Linked DNA regions of Mus musculus: region 1 is linked to region 2. A link is a contact called in public Hi-C data. All regions are on one chromosome and are shown on one strand. The core of a region is the stretch at or near the end of the contact, and the rest is flanking DNA. Distances in the headings are between cores, read along the strand shown. Region 1 overlaps Scn3a (sodium channel, voltage-gated, type III, alpha). Region 2 has its middle 25 kb from the start of Gm34739.

Region 1 (5,584 bases), core at 1,206-3,705, 88 kb after region 2:
TCAAAACTGTTGTAAAACTGCTTACATTTTAGAACAATAGATTCTTGGAGTTGTTGGGGAGAGTAGATGTGACCAAAATACACTCTGTGAAATTCTCAAAGAATTAATAAAGATGTACCTAAAAAGAAGAATAGTTTCCCATATTTTGTGCCCATAAGGGCAGAGTTCTCACTGCTAGTAGCCAATAAAATAGAATTAGCCAAGTTTTAACTTTCAGTAACCACATAGTTGGTGTCTTCTTTGAGAGGCCACATAATGTGCGTTTACTTATTTGTATTTAATTATTCCTATTCAGGTTTTCAAAGGCTAAGCTCATTTAAGACTATTATAGTGGATTGGGAATCAATTTTATTTCTTATTCTTAAGAGTCAGGCACAGAATTATAAAAGTGCCTCCTATCTGTCTCTGTGTCTCCTTCACATATACGTTTATGATCACATAAAATATATCAGTTTTTAAGGATCTCAGGTCCATATTTGCCTGCAATCCTCATATTACAGATACACTAAATTCTTCAATTTAATTTTGTATTTAAATTTGGTTGAAATCCAACTTTAGCCTTCAAGGGGGCAAAGAGCTTTTGAGTTTGTGGTCTATCGTTGTGCGTTCTAGCCCATTTCTCTGAGTGATGACAGCTTAAGTTATTTCTGTTCCTTCCAGAAATAGCAGAGAGTACTTGTTTTTAAACACTACATCCTTTAAAAGCACAATTTGAGTTTATTTTTCAGCGTATGTCATCTAAGCCATAGAAACATTTGATTGTCTTATGGCAACTCATTGTGTTTTATAGTCTATCATTGCTTTGTATGTGTGAAGTGTTAAGATCAGTGTGTGTGAAATGCTTTTGTGTGCGACGTTCCCTTATAAGGAGGAAAGAAGAAGTAGTTACAGAAATCAGTGTATTTACTTTCTCAAGCATAGTCTCTCTGCACCCCCCACCCTCACCCAGCTCCATAGGTTACAGGGGCAGAAAGTACAACCAATACTTAGGAAGTAGCTGAGCCTTAAGAAGAGAAGCATCTTACCACGTGAGGCTTGCGTGTGCTTGTATTTCAGTTTGGATGTCTGTGAACTATGTGAAGTGACCTGTTTTCATCTTAGAGCTGAGTTACCCTACAGTCGTCTCTTTTTCTTAGATTCCATGGTGATTTGTTTGTTTGGCTTCTCTTGTTAAATTTAATTTATTTATTTGCAGTGACAACCATGATGGTGCTTGTCTCCTACTACAATGTAAAAAAAAAAACCTACCAAATGTTGCTGGTTAGAAAAGTTGTACAGCTACTTTACTGTACTGGGTGGTTGTGTGTCAACGTGACACGGCTGGGGTTATCACAGAGACAGGAGCTTCAGCTGGGGAAGTGCCTCCATGAGATCCAGCTGTGGGGCATTTTCTCAATTAGTGATCAAGGTGGAAAGGCCCCCTTGTGGGTGATGCCATCCTTGGGCTGGTAGTCTTAGTTCTATAAGAGAACAGGCTGAGCAAGCCAGGGGAAGCAAGCCAGTAAGAAACACCCCTCTGCATCAGCTCCTGCTTCCTGACCTGCTTGAGTTCCAGTCCTGACTTCCTTGGTGATGAACAGCAGTGTGGAAGTGTAAGCTGAATAAACCCTTTCCTCCCCAACTTGCTTCTTGGTCATGATGTTTGTGCAGAAATAGAAACCTTGACTAAGACACTTACTGAAATGTGCAAGCTAAAAACTCTTGTAACACTCAAACTGTTTTAATAGTGTGTGTAATATCTCAAAGATACCACTTTTCCCTTAAAAAAAAAAAAAGACTTTCAGGACTAAACAGATGGCTGGTCTCTCAAGGGACCCAGACTGCATTCTGTACTCCAGTCCAGGGTACTTAACATCCTCTTTTAGCCTCTGTGAGCACTGCATGTTGTATAGACATACATGTAGGCAAAACATTCACACACACACACTAAAATAAAATAAAAAGATTCATATTCAAATATCCCATTTACCTAGCTTTTCATATTATGTTATTAAAATTAAATGAAATTTATAGGTGCCCAAATGCCTCATTTAGTCTTATTGAAAAAGTTCATAAAGAGTCAACATTTATAGGTGTTTCAATTTTGTTAACTGTAAGTCATGAATGGCACCTGGTATTTCAGCTGAAAGAGCTGCCTCAATCCAAGAACAGGATTCACTATGACAATAACATCTGGTAGAAAGTATTTTCAAATATTCTAAGCGATGTTGTTGGCAAAGGGTGGCTTCCAGTGGGACAGAAAATCTTTATGATCTTTATGGCAATCTCTGAAAGTGCTGAAAATAAAATTGATGTTGTTTGCTTTCATGCCATTCTCAGAACTACAGAATAAAGACAGAAGTCTTTAGCGTGACTTCAAAAAAAAAAAAAAAAAAAAAAAAGGAAGCCACAAGTCAGACCGTTACCACAAACAGATTGCCAGAGAATCTGAGGGTGTGTGTTTCATTCCAAGAACGTATTCCTACTTACTCTACATTCTTCGTCCAGTCAGGAGGATTGCTCAATGTCATAAATACACAGTTGGTCAAAATAGTGCACATGATAAGCATGCTGAATAAAGTAGGTTGTAGTTAAGGAATAAATGTCAATTCATTTTTAGACGCCTAAGAACTATCCAACACAAAAGATTCAGAAGCACAATTTAACTGTGAAATTAATCTTACGTGGCTGGGTTCAGACCATGGTTAATAAGAAAATTCAAAGCCTCCCTTAAGGCCCAGTATTCTCTCTAAAAGATTAGGAACTGCTTAGGAATTCTCTTGTAAATAGATACAGAAAGCAGCCTCACAGTGATGTCACTCAGTTCTTGATGGTTTATAGCACTCTCTGAAGGGGATGTTTTGCGCTAACAAGGTAGTATCATTAGCTGTTCTGGTAGGGATATTGTTTTTGATGTTTCAATACAGATTTCACTGCACAGAAGTTCATGTGACAAATACTTTTATTTTAAAATATAAACACCTTCTAATATCAAGCCTGAGAATGAGAGAGTTCATATGGATTTCAAAGAATTATCTCCTGTTTCCTGTGTCCACAAGATAATGTATTTTACTTTATATAAGCCTGTAAGGTAGACTATAGAAAATGTGTACTACTGAACACTATTTTAAAGGTATTTTGTCATTACTCCAGGGTCTACTGCAATCTATGCTTATTCTTCCCATAACATGAATGTTGTACTATGATAGTTTGCACCTGTATATGCCATACTGGGAACAAAACTTGTCCCCTTGAACATGCTGGGCTAGTTTTGTACCACTGAGTCACATCACAGACCCATAAAGAATTTTAAGGTTGTTGACTTTTTGATATATTATTATCCAAGTACAGAGACACATAGCTGTTTTGTGAATGTTTCCAGGAGGAAAAAAGAAAAGAGGGAAGAGAACAAGAAAAAAATGGAGGACATGGGGGAAGGTGGGAGAGGAGGAGGAGGAAAAAGGGGAGTAAATTTGCCGAGGATGGATAGCCAATTAAGGTATGAGTGTCGGAGTATTTGGTAGTACATATAGTGACACCGACTATATATACCATATAGCATAACACACTATAATAACTGTAGTAGGCTAGACTTCTTCAGCAATAGTAAATTATTTCATTGAGGATGAGAAATGGAAAGAGGATTTGCTCTTATTTCTGTCATTATAGTATGGTTAGTTCATTGACAAACTTGCTAACATATTTCATATTTGCTTCTAGAACTAATAATTTTATGGTAAACTCTGTATACTTCATAAACAGCAGAAGGCCAATGGAAATCAATAGCTTAAACTAACAGTGTTACCATTTGCTGTAAAGAAATTTTATAAATATAAAAAGCATGAGAAGGGCATTTCATTGAAAACCAACTGTTAGAAATGGCACTTTCACATGAAAAGGATATGAGTGTACCAAAATCTTAATAGCAATTTTCCTAACGGGGTTTAGTGGAGTTAAAATATACAAGGCGGAGGTGGCACTGAATCGAAAAATTGCCTTCCCTTTATTCAACACTACAAAAGTCTGAAAAAGAAAACATGAGAGAGAGAGAGAGATTACCAAATTAGACATGCAGGCTTATTTGAAGCATTTATAACACACATCGAGAACTTTTACCTGACTTTTTTTGTACAAATGTGTTCATTTAGGCCAGTTGGAACATAACCAATATCTTGTTTACTAGACACAGACTAAGCGTTTCTCCCCTACACATACAGACACACAAAGGCCCACTGGGCTGCTACCTTATCTATCTCTTAGCCCCCAAACGTGTTGATACATACAAACTGATAGTCTTACACATTTTCAAAACTCAAATTAAAGAACTTTACAAGGTTCATTTCTATTTGAGGCTTACCATCTGTCTCCAGCTTTGGTAACTTTTCAGATCATTCAGTATATATAAGTGTTAAAATAATCTTTTATCAGTATCATTATTTAATTACAGAATTTATTGAAATTAATAACTTCAAACCTTCTAACCCTAGCTTGTGGTAGCCTCCCATCATTTTTGTAGCAGCTGAATTGATCTAAGACATTGAAATAAGTTATCGAACCAGATTTTGTGTTTTAAGAATGATCCACTTCATAGCTTGTACTGAGAAAAGACAGCTGCGTTGAAAATTAATTTTAAATATATGACTTCAAAGACCAAGCCACAGTTAAAGGTCATAATCTGAAACATACAACATCATCTTAGCATTTAAGCTATGCAGACCCATGACTACCTCTCAAGAAACCCAGGATGGATCATCCTTTATTTTTTACCACTAGAGTCATCTCTGTTCCAGCCATTTAATCCACTTGTCAGTCCCACTCAGAACCTATCAATCTGTCCCTCCAGCTGTGATTCACATGGTGATAGACTCAGTGAAGAGAGCAATACCTGTAGCAAGGTCTAACTAACTATGCAAGGTTATCCTACCTGTCATGACCCTCATGCTAGGATGTCCTGGTTCTTCAGAATTGTCAATATTTAAGTTTAGGAGTATGGCAGATATTTAGGTGTTTTCAACATTCTCCTTGAGTAATTCTAATATGCAGGCGGTCTTATTATCCAATCTCTTTTTTCCACTCTCAGTACCCAAATCACTCCCTCCTTTACATTTTCCCAAATAAATCACGCTGCCTTCTGATCATTCCTTAGCTGGTTCTCCTGCCACTAACCCTTAGTGTATTACTTTGTACTCTCTCATACGTTGCTGGTAATCATCATCAGGTAGCAATTTCCACACGGGGTTCATTTGTAGGAGAACCTGGTTAGGTGCTTTTATAAATGACTGAGCACAAAGAGCCTGCAGTTTATGGCTGCATTTCCCCCCACAGTTTTTAATAGCGTGCTTTGCCAATAAACGCTGTTCTAATTAAATATGGGTTTACCTTTAAGGCACTGTTCACCTTCATGACATCTGTTGTATGTACTGATTTACTTAATAATATGTTTGCACCCTTTTACTAAGGCTACATCACATACATTCACAGCAACCCGCAACAGGCTCTGTTTGAAGAGGCAGGCAGGAATGTTTATACTGTGAGCAGGGACAACAAGCAACCCTTTTACCGCCCTTCTGTGTTTAAGACCATTGAGCCAACTGTTACTTAACTA
Region 2 (5,289 bases), core at 1,859-4,358:
TTAGATCTGACATGAACCGCAGAACATGTTTTCCATGTACACTAAGCTTACAATCCCAGTCCCTCGATTTATATCCTCGCCCTTCTTCCTCCCCGATTTATATCCTCACCCTTCTTCCTCCCCTTTCTTCTATCTGACAATGGATAACAGCCACCTCTCTCACCTCTGTGAACACTTTAAATCTCCTACAAAAGAGACCTCAAGAGGCTCTGACAGGAGCTGCTCTTTAAAAATCTCAACTTAGGGTGGGACAGCCTGATTGACCAGTCCTGGTGCACCTCCAAAATAAAACAATTAGACAATTGTAGGTTTGGTCTTTCTCCTTGAAAGTCTCAGATTAACCAGTTACCTGCCATATGGGTGCTGGGAATCTAACCCAGGCCTCTGGAAGAGAGCCAGTGCTCTTACCTGCAGGGCTGTGTCTTCTGTGACATCAGATGGCATTTTTGAAGGACCTGTCAGTTATCCTCCTTTACCCTGGCCTCCCAGCCCCACCCCATTTCATCCTTCTTTATTCATTTTTCTTTTTCCTCCTTTATACCACACTGTATTTTCTTTCTCTCCCATGGGCAGAGTCTCTTTCTCCCACAGTGGGCCCTCACCAGTGTCCAATGAGTATCCCAAATGAAGCTCACATATCTAATGATTCACAGTGACTCTCTGCATTTGGGGAGAGAACAAGCAGTTTTGGATTTTTTGGATCCATTCACTGACCTGAGAACTTCATTTTTTAAAAAAAGGAGCTAAAAGATGACATTGTGTAAATGTACCACATGTTCATTCCATTCCATCAGCTGACAGACATCTAGACTTCTCCATTTCCTTCCCATTGTGAATGGAGCAGCAAATGAACTGGAAACAGCAAGCATCCCTACAGGACCCGGGTAGCCCAGACATTCATGCTAGTCAATGACACATTTGACCACGTGAAAATAACAAGCATCTGTACAGTAAAGGACACCATCATTTGAGTGAAGGGGTAGCCTACTGCACGGGAGTGAAATCTTTACCAGATACACATCTCACAGAGGTTTCTGTGTCTGGAATATGAAAAACAAAACAAAACAAAACCCTACAAAAAAAACCAAAAAGATCAAGAGAATAAACAACCCAAATTTAAAATCTAGGGCACAGAACTAAACAGAGCATTCTCAAAAAGATAAAAGACAAATGGCTGAGAAATATTATTTCAGATGTCTAACATCTTTACCCATCTGGGAAATACAGCTTGAAATGCCTTTGAGATTTCATCTTATCCCAATCAGAATGGATAAGAAACAAACAAGCACACACACACACACACACACACACACACACACACACACACACACACACACACCAGTGTGCTAGCATTTGCTAGTGTGGCTGTGAGGAAAATGGAGCATTCCCCTCATTGCTGGTGAGAGTGCAGACTGGCACAGCTACTATGGAAATCAGCGTGGAGGGCAACTCAAAAAGCTGGAAAGAGATCTACCACAGGATCCAGCTATTCCACCACTGGGCATAAACCCCACAGGACTCTACATCTTACTTCAGAGATTTTTGTCTGGAGGTTTTGTTTGGTTTTGCTTGTTGTTTATTGTTTTGGGGGTTTTTGTTTGTTTTTTGTTTGTTTGGTTTTTTGTTGTTGTTGTTGTTTTTGTTTGTTTGTTTTTTGTTTTTGCGTGGGATGGGGGAGAACAGAAGTGCTTAACTAACTTGAGCCACCTTTAAGTCTTCATATAGAAAAAGGAATTACCGATTGCATCCCCTTGAACCACTCTGTTCCACCTGAGGGGGAAGATTGGAAATTATGAAGTATACAATCTAAGCAAACATAGGTCTTACAGAAAGGCTGAGGCCTGATTCAACACCAGTGTTCTTCTCACTATTCTGCATGACTGGAGCCTGAAGGGTGTTGACCACAATCCAAATGCCTCTTGCCTCTACCCCACCCCCAGCCTCATTAGTTCATTACTGAAGGCCAGTTTGTCCGTCCTCATATTCAGCCAACTATGTCTGTCCTTCAACAACAACAAAAAATTTCAAGGTCAAGTACTGGAAATTAAAATAAATAATCAACCCAGTGTGAAGAGACCGAAGGAACAGCCCAAGAAGCAGAGGTAGATATGCAGGACATCATCACACTAGTAACTTTAACTAAGTACATCTATGCAATCATCACAGTAGTAACTTTAACTAAGAACACCTATGCAATCATCGCACTAGTAACTCTAAGAACACTTACGCTATCATCATAGTAGTAAGTTTAACTAAGAACACTTATGCCAGCAGCTTTATTGGAAAAAATAGACACACAGAAGGACACCAGGGTAATGTAATTAGAGACATAGACTTTTTGAAATAGAATAGAAAAGATACTGGTGTGGGGGAGGGGGAGGCATCTTATCGAATGTAAAAGCCTTTGGAGAGCATATTGGTGGACTGCATGGAGCTGCAGATTCCATGAGCTTGAGAACGTTGCAGTAAAAACTATCAAAATTCAAAGAAAAAAAAATAAGAAAACCCCAGCTAAGGAAAAAAAATCTTTTTTTTTCCCCCCCGAGACAGGGTTTCTCTGTGTAGCCCTGGCTGTCCTGGAACTCACTCTGTAAACCAGGCTGGCCTCGAACTCAGAAATCTGCCTGCCTCTGCCTCCTGAGTGCTGGGATTAAAGGCTTGCCCAACCGCACTCAGCGGGGGGGTGGGGGGGTGGGGGGTGGGGGTGGGGGAGTCTTAAGCACATCTCTCTGTTTCCCTTAACACAAATTCTTAAATTCTATTAAAACATCTTCTTAATGAACTGCAACCTTACTTCATTAGAAAAAAAAAAAAAAAAGAGCAAATGGCCAGGCCAGGATATATGCGGAAGTATGAAAATGAAGCATGGGTATACAATGAGAATATTATATGGGAACGTGGAGGGAGATAGAAAAGACATATCCGAAACAATATATGGTTGGGAAGTTCCCTCATGTTAAAAAAAATAGACGAAGCGAGAACTTTGAATGGTAACCATGTACTGAAACATGTAAATCTGAAATGTGTCTGGAGAAGACAAAAGGATAGTGCTGCTAAAAGGCTCAGTGGTGGGAAGAATGGTTAGGCTGAGCACAGAGGGCTGTCAGAGCTGCACAGGGTTCCCATGGGGGCGTGGGCGTTGCAGCTGTCTAAAGCCTTAGGATGCACAGGAGCAAGAGTGAACCCCGATGTTGCCTGAGAACTCAGGAGGCTAACGACATGGCACCATAGCCTCCTTCTTATGACAAGTATACATTCTGTGCTTTTGGTTCAGTTTCCTTCTGAACATTTTTCTGGTCCTCCACAATCAAGTTTATTTCCCTTTAAATTCTCTGGGGTAAAAGCTGATACTCTTTATTCATCCAGGAAAAAAAAAATGTGATTGGAGAGAATTTCTTGTATATTCTCAGATAAGGGAGCTAGCCGTCTTTAACTAAAATCCCTCAGTTTGTATTGATGGAGCTGTATACACTCCAAGTGTGAAGAGTGTTCTCAGATTCACACAGCTAGACACTGGGTCCCTTGCCATGGCAACCTTGTCTTGATAAAATTCGGGGCCTTGTCCAAGTGAGTCATGCTTTGCTTCTGGTAACCACAAAGTGAGTCTCTTCCCTGACCCCTGCAGCAACAAATGTTTGTGCAAGGAAAAGACGGAATGTTTCCCGAGTGTGTGGGTTGTAAACAGAACAAAGGGGTTATCTGCAATTCTAGCTAAAAATAGATTGTAGTTAGCAACAGCATTCACATGAAGGCTCAGTTCCAGGGACGCTTCAGATAAAAATTGTTTAGAAAATTTTCTAAAGATGAATTCAAGCATAATAGAAAATTAGTGCCTTTCCTCCCCTCAGATCTCCGCTTCGGTCTTGAGTTTCCCCATGTATCCTACTAATTGTAGACTTACTGTACGTCCTCATGCAATAATATGATTGTAACATTTCCTCAGATCTTGTTATAGAATATTAAGTGCCCCTCAAGGAATTAAATCCACTTTCCAGCCAGGAGCTAACAGGAATGCTCTGAGCGCTGTCCGCTCAAGGTGAGAGCAGGGATTCATTATTTAGCTCTCTTGCTTAGTGGATACAGAACACACTGTAAAATAAAACAATTCTGCGATAACATTTGGAAATAACTCCATGGTGTAATACTGGGAATATTTCTTTTGTCAATGTAAATGAAGATGTCTTTATACACTTGGTATGAAGAGGTTGTCATTTATGTATGAATTTTGAAGGGAGAAGAGAAGCATTATTGCAATAATTTCTCTAATAGACAACCAGTGGGCCACAGGACACTGAGTATGCATGTGATGTCATTCACGATGTCCGTAGAAGATTGTTTGTGTGTTTTCTTCTGGCTATTGACATGCTTGTACATTACATATGTATAATATAAAACATATATGTATGTGTCTATGTATATGTGTACATTGGTGGACCATATGATATCTTACCTCATAAAGTATATACATCAAGTCTGTGCACATGGACCATGTAGACTGATATTTTATTCCTCAGCAATTGTAAAGGGTTTTTCAGGATTCCGCTATATTTTTAAAAAATAAAATTTCAAGAACTCCTGTGTGGTTGTGTTTACATTTATTGCTGTTTGCTTGGTCAGATATTAAAACTCAGAAAAATTAAAATTAGTACATTTATCGAGTTAATTTAAAATAAGAAAACTACTAGGTAGTGTTGCAGGTGTCTAACAAAGAACCCCACATTTTAAAAGAAAGAAAATGTGTTAAGAAAAGCTGTTGCCCATTCTCACATCATCTCTTCAGTGCATGATTTAATAGGAAAGAGCTGCATTCCTGCATCTCCTTTTATTCTATCAAGATATTGATTTGGTTGAAGCTTACGAAGAACGGGGAGAAGAGGGAGAAAATTTCATAGTCTTCCGGACACCTGCCAATATTTTTCTTTGTAGCTACCCAAAGATGTGGCAAGTGTGAGCTCACTGAAAGCTGTCTTCATTGTCAAACTTTGATTTCGCCATCACCTGTACAACCTATTGAAAAAACAATTGCAATTTGTTCTTGAGGCATCTTGTTGGCCTTAAACCTACAATCTAGCTCACACTCGCACTGACTTAGGATGTTCGGCTTCAGCTGTCCACATGCTGTGGTTAAAGGCATATTCCAGCCCCATTTCCTTTGCTCAGCAACTGAAAAGCTTCATGAGTCACAGGGGATTTCTTTTTCTCCTAAAAAAATACAGTCTTGCACTGGTCAACAGGCAGACCGTTTCAGTGATTTCTTCAGATTTTCCAAGAATGATACATTTTACTATG

The links. Hi-C and Micro-C count contacts between places; a contact is called where the count stands out from the background.
Region 1: a Hi-C map of myocytes shows a contact between it and region 2, with 1.7 times the contacts expected there. The contact joins two enhancer-like sites. A contact is called at or near these places in 1 of 39 promoter capture datasets (pre-B cells), 3 of 484 Hi-C or Micro-C datasets (LSK cells, myocytes and nephron progenitors), 1 of 115 datasets of contacts at active chromatin or transcription factors (embryonic stem cells) and 3 of 9 other capture datasets (adipose tissue, liver and pancreatic islet).

What each region holds. Positions count from the first base shown.
Region 1 is chr2:65,526,921-65,532,504 of GRCm38.p6, forward strand. It overlaps Scn3a (sodium channel, voltage-gated, type III, alpha), which reads right to left. Exons shown (of 27, transcript NM_001355167.1): 3 at 3,884-4,002; 4 at 2,470-2,559. Among named protein-coding and RNA genes, the nearest start is that of Gm34833, 24 kb to the right of the region's middle. Within about 2 kb of position 2,456, at least 17 of the 459 cell types and tissues checked have an H3K27ac peak or open chromatin away from gene starts, as enhancers often do. A contact at or near this core is called in myocytes, where this site is marked.
Region 2 is chr2:65,438,178-65,443,466 of GRCm38.p6, forward strand. No RefSeq gene overlaps it. Among named protein-coding and RNA genes, the nearest start is that of Gm34739, 25 kb to the left of the region's middle. Within about 2 kb of position 3,109, at least 59 of the 459 cell types and tissues checked have an H3K27ac peak or open chromatin away from gene starts, as enhancers often do. A contact at or near this core is called in myocytes, where this site is marked.